Linked DNA regions of Mus musculus: region 1 is linked to region 2. Evidence: chromatin contacts called from public Hi-C data. All regions are on one chromosome and are shown on one strand. The core of a region is the stretch at or near the end of the contact, and the rest is flanking DNA. Distances in the headings are between cores, read along the strand shown.

What was found. A called contact is a pair of places that touch in the nucleus more often than the background predicts.
Region 1: a Hi-C map of uterus shows a contact between it and region 2, with 10 times the contacts expected there. The contact joins the promoter of Odr4 here to the promoter of Ccnt2 in region 2. A contact is called at or near these places in 1 of 484 Hi-C or Micro-C datasets (uterus) and 1 of 9 other capture datasets (liver).

Annotation. Positions count from the first base shown.
Region 1 is chr1:150,391,799-150,394,601 of GRCm38.p6, forward strand. Odr4 (odr4 GPCR localization factor homolog) reads right to left here and starts at 1,257. Exons shown (of 14, transcript NM_145511.2): 1 at 892-1,257. It overlaps Tpr (translocated promoter region, nuclear basket protein), which reads left to right and starts at 1,040. Exons shown (of 52, transcript NM_133780.3): 1 at 1,040-1,215; 2 at 1,558-1,860. The coding sequence starts at 1,146.
Region 2 is chr1:127,772,729-127,775,484 of GRCm38.p6, forward strand. Ccnt2 (cyclin T2) reads left to right here and starts at 1,436. Exons shown (of 9, transcript NM_028399.1): 1 at 1,436-1,657; 2 at 2,373-2,454. The coding sequence starts at 1,500. It overlaps 2900009J06Rik (RIKEN cDNA 2900009J06 gene), which reads right to left and starts at 1,326. Exons shown (of 2, transcript NR_045298.1): 1 at 1,200-1,326.

The sequences.
Region 1 (2,803 bases), core at 7-2,506, about 23 Mb after region 2:
GTCTCCGTTTTATACATAAAGAAATCAAAAAGAAATGTTAAATAACTCCTCCAAATGACTAAAGTAGTGAGTGTGAAAGGTGGGATTTAAGTTCTCTCAATCTGTTTTGCTTGCGGTGGCAATGATACTCAGCCCTTCAATTGAATCATTGCAGGAACATCTCCTGTTCTCATCTCCTGTCCTCTTCTTCAGCTTGTGAATTCAGTTATGAATCTCCTACTAATTTAATCCCTCCCATCCCCTTCATTAAGACAGAGCCTGACTCCTAACACAGGCTGTCCTGGAATGATAACCCCCCCACCTCTTAATCCCTGTAGCTGACACCACAGGCATGTGCTCTCCTTATTTTCAATCAAAAGGCAACAAATTCTTCCAGAAAAGTACCCAGCCATGAAACGAAGTACACGCTGATATTGCTGAGTCGTGTTCGGGAAACAGACATAGTTCTGTTACTGTGGCAAAATGACAAGTGTCTCAATAAAACTGTCCTAAAAATGTTAAAATTAAAAACGTCAACATCAGACATTTGCCTGCAATGTCATCTTACTACATAAACAACAAAATTTGATTTTTTTTCTGTTTAAAATATTAACCAGACTACTTTAATTTCGCACTAAGTCATTCGGTACCTCACACCCACAAAAGCATGTAGGTACCAGGTTTGACACTAAGCTAATCTCCTCCGAACAGGGCTTGAGTGTGCACCAGTGACTGACTGTTCCATATGGTCCCTAAATCCTTTCTTTTCTCCCCGAAAAGGAAGCTGGTGGTGCCCGGGTGCACACATATTCCTTGGCCGACTAACTTGATCTCAGAATGTGCACATGTGGCAAATAAATCCCTGGAGCTTTCTGTCAGCGAGAGAACTCGAGTTAGGGTACAAGTAGCTACCTTCAAAGGCCAGGTGCCACTCAGGTCCCCACGTCCACAGCCAATGATCTCATCAGAAAGCGACAGCAGAGACACTTCCTACTCCAAACGCGGGTCGCGGCCCCAACGGGTGCAGACTGATGACGCAAGCCGTCCCGCACCCATCTCCGCAGCTCTTCTACCCAAGCGAGGGAGGCCTGCACCCCGCCCCTCTCGGGGCACCGTTAAGATCGTGGCGGTAGCCCAGAGCCTGTCGAGACACCCTGCCGTGACCCATGACCTCTGGTGGCTCGGCTTCTAGAAGTGGCCACAGAGGAGTACCCATGACATCCCGGGGTTTTGACGGTAAGGTCGTCTTGCTCCTCCGGGATAAGGACGAGGGTGGCTGCGTACTTATGTAGCGCCCCCGCGCGGGCACTCGTCACAGCCATAGGAGGCGAGCCGGGGGCGGGGAGAAAGAAGGAAGTGGGGCGAGAGGTGCGGCCTGAGCGCGCGTAAGCGGGTGAGAAATACACTACATTTCCCAAGAGTCTCTGGGGCTGGAAACCGGTGAAATCCCCAAAAAACTGGGGCCGAGGCTGCTGTGAACTCGCTTTCCCAGCGTGCCTAGCTCCCGGTGGCTGCGTGCGCAGAGAGGGCGCGGCGGCGCGGCTCTGGCTGCACCTAACGCGGGACTCTCTTTCCCAGGGTCCCGCCGCGGGAGTCTCAGGCGGGCAGGCGCGCGAGAGACCGCGAGCGAGGCGGCGGACGGGGCGGCTCCGGCGGCTGGGCTCCGCGCTTCTCCTTGCTCCTTGGCTTCTCCTTCAGCCGCTGCGGCTGTTGCCGCGATCCCGGCCGACATGGCGGCGGTGTTGCAGCAAGTGCTGGAGCGCCCGGAACTGAACAAACTGCCGAAGTCGACGCAGAACAAACTTGAGAAGTTCCTGGCCGAGCAGCAGTCCGAGATCGACTGCCTGAAGGGGCGGCACGAGAAATTTAAGGTGGAGAGTGGTAAGTGTGGAGACGCTCTTCGCGCTCCGGTCTGGAGCTGGGGCCCGACCTCCTTTGCACGCCTGCCCTCTTCTCCCTGGTGAGGTGTTCAGGTAGCAGCTTCTCAGGCTCCATGTGCAGCGGAGGCCTTCTCTCTTCTCCCCGCTGTGTGGTTTAGATCGGGGGGCGGGGGGATCCTCCCCGATCTAAATCCACCTTCGTTTACCTCGGTTTCCTTTTACTAAGCGTAGTCTTCTGTGGAAACTCCTCAATGGGCCCACCGACAGAAACTGGAGAATTTGGCCCAGTTTGCACCAGATTTTTAGGACTATGCAATCCTAATCTAATGTTGTTTTGCTGTACTTTAAATGACAGTTAAGCGCCCCCCCCCCAGTTTGTTTGTTTTTAAACTGGATTTATAAGCCTTTACCCATTTCCCCCCTTTAGTGCCTTGTTTTAGTGTGTATAGCACCCTGTGATCTAATAATGCAGTAGATGGTCGCGATGAGGAATTTGTATACAAAAGGACGGTACTAGAAAGAGCAATGAAATGCGATAAATGAATATATGGTGGTTCTCCCAGAGCGTTGAGACTTGATAGGAAATATATAATAAAAATATCTGCTTGTACGTTCTTGTCGTTGCTTTTGTATAAGGAAATTAGAGACATAGCTTAAATATTCTTGGGAGAAAGAAAACAGTTATTTAAAAAACAGAGCCGGGCGGTGGTGGCGGCGCACGCCTTTAATCCTAGCACTTGGGAGGCAGAGGCAGTCGTATTTCTGAGTTCAAGGCCAGCCTGGTCTACAGAGTGAGTTCCAGGACAGCCAGGGCTACACAGAGAAACCCTGTCTCGAAAAAAAAAAGAAAGAAAAAACAGAATTTTTTGTCACATGTTTTGGTTTATCATTAATTGAGGGAATGGGGTCTATAGTATGGTAGATTGATTAGAAATTTCCACCTA
Region 2 (2,756 bases), core at 186-2,685:
TGTGCCACTGAGCACGTGTGAAGGTTAGAGGACAATTTGTAGCATTTGGGTCTTTCCCTCTACCATATAGGTGGGGAGTGAACTCAAGTTGTCCGGCTTGGCAGCGTTGCCTTTAGCTGGTCGGCCATTTCAACAGCCCTCGTTGGCTTTTTAAAAGCCAGTTTTCGATAACTGACTGCAGTCTTCAGAAAATACTTAAAAACTAAAGTGTAATTTGGTCATATACAATAGGCATTAACTCAGAGGCAGATAACATGTAAACAAATGAGTGGTGCTTCCTTACAAAAAGATGGAAATAAATCATCAGTTATAAGAGACCTTACTTTATAAAATCCTAAACAATTTTTTTCTTAGCTTCTCTTGCACTCATTTGTTAGACTGTTGGCCTAGTATGCCTAAGGCCCTCTGCTCCAGCACTTCAACCAAGATGCGGCACACCAGCCTATAATCCCTGCACTTTGTTTCTGGACAACCTGAGTTACAGCGTTCTGCTTCTCCCCAACCATCCCCCAATCTCAACCCGCAGAAACCACACAGACCTTCAAAACCATACACCCCATCTGGATGGAAGGCCTAGAGAGTCATGACCTCCAATTATTAACTTCATATTGTTTGACAGGTAACTTAATAAGAAAGATATCTGCAGAGTGATGCCACTGGCCTTGTAATCCCAGCACTTCCGAGGGGGAAGCAAGAGGACAGTAAATCCAAGGTCATTCTTGGCTACAAGAGTGAACACAAAGCCAGTCTGGGACACATGGCACATCGTTTTAAAACAACCCATACCCCTTGAGTGGCTTTAGGTTTAAAGTAACGTTTTAAAGGCGCATGCTCCCCAACATCTACTAGCGATTTAAAAAACAAAACCAAAAAACCCAGAAGACACTGTTAGTTCACTGCTAGAATTAGCGTTCTTTCCTAGCTAACTCCTCCGGAGGGTAGCCATTCGTGGACACAGGAGTCAACAAAGCTAAGAAAATACACCCACCAACATGTAAGAAAATGGAAGCTACAGCACGAAGCCGAGACTAGAAAAGCCTTTTCTGACTTTAACGCACCCGCAAACTCACAGACCACAAAATAAACCGTTTAGTTGAAAGCTAACGTCCAAGCCCTATTAGGCAGCCTCAGGACCTCTTCCCTGTTCGCCCCGCCCCTTCCCCTTAGCCCCTCCCAGATCCAGCATGCACCGCGTCGACCTTTTCTTTCCGAGTGACCCCCACTTTACGGCGTCTCCCAATGACAAGAGGCGCAGAGCATTGTGGTCCCGCGGGTCCGAGAGAGAGAAAGGGGAGGGAGGCCGGAAAGAGAAAGCAAAAGACCAGCGCGAGCCGGCAGGGCGGGTCCCTGCGCGTGCGCGTGGGTAGCAGCAGGCCCGGAAAAGGCGTGGCCCACCCTACGGAGAGCACATTGGGGCGGGGCCTCGACACATTGGCGCGGAGTCCCGGAGGCAGGCGGGGAGGGGGCGGGCTCAGGGCGCGGGCGGAGGAGGAAGTGTCATGGCGTCGGGCCGTGGAGCTTCTTCTCGCTGGTTCTTTACTCGGGAACAGCTGGAGAACACGCCGAGCCGCCGCTGCGGAGTGGAAGCGGATGAAGAGCTGTCGCATCGCCAGCAGGCGGCCAACCTCATCCAGGACATGGGGCAACGTCTCAATGTGTATCCTTTTTCTAGTTGCGGCCCTGCGTCCCACACGCCCTGGTCGCGCTCGCCGGGTGACCGGGCCTAGTGTCCCGGGAACATGGCGCCGCTCCCTTTGCCGTCTTTTGATCTCGGGAAAGACACAGAGAAAGCTAGGGCCCGAGCTGCCGTGGCGAGCCGGAGAAAGAGGAGATGTGCCGGGGAAGGCGGGCCGGGAGCCCGCGTTGTATAACCTGTGTTTGGGAGCGCGTGATGCGGGAGGGAATAGCAGTGCTTCCCTGGCGAGAGAGGAGGAATCCGGGATGAGCAAAGCCAAGGGGCGGCCCCTTCCACTTTCGGAAGTCAGAAAAGGCCTTGAGACGTAGAGAGGTCGCAGATGTTCCACGGAAAGTGTTTTCCGAGGCTTCCGTGCCGGCTCCAGGGCGGCTCTGTTGCGCCGGGGGAACGCACGTAGATGTTTCATGTTCTTTGGGTGTGTGGCGCGCGCCTTTCGACTACTTTATTTCTACTGTACTAAGCTGTAACCTAATTGCAAATAATTCCTGGGCTCTCCCTACGTAGCGTATTAGAATAATTTGGCATCCAGACTGATTTCTCTTCTCCCCGCAGACTTTCTGCATACTTTCAGGTTGAGGATTGGATTTGAGTAAATGGAAAGGGGATTTTTCCATTCAAATTGATTTAGTTTTTGGAAACATTTTGCTTAGATTATTTTCTAAACGTTGCATCCCAGCTCTCAGCTTACAATAAACACTGCGATTGTTTATATGCACAGGTTTTATATGCACCATTCCTTCACCAAATTCAACAGAAATGTAAGTACTGTTTTATTGTTTTAGACGCCGAATGTTAAAATGAGTAGATAATGCGAAAACAAGTTAGTTGATCGTTGTTTTTACTTATAAATTGAGCGTTCTACGTTTACTATAAATGTGAGTTATGCAATAAACGTTTTGCCTCGTGCAGAGGAGTGTGTGTGAGAGAGAATTTTATTAATTAAGCTGTAAAGCACAGTGTTAGCCTTTTGTTGTTGGATTTGTTGGGGAGGGGGGTGTTGTTTTGTTTTGAGACAGGGTCTCACTTGTAAGTCTGGCTGTCCTGGACCTAAATATGTAGA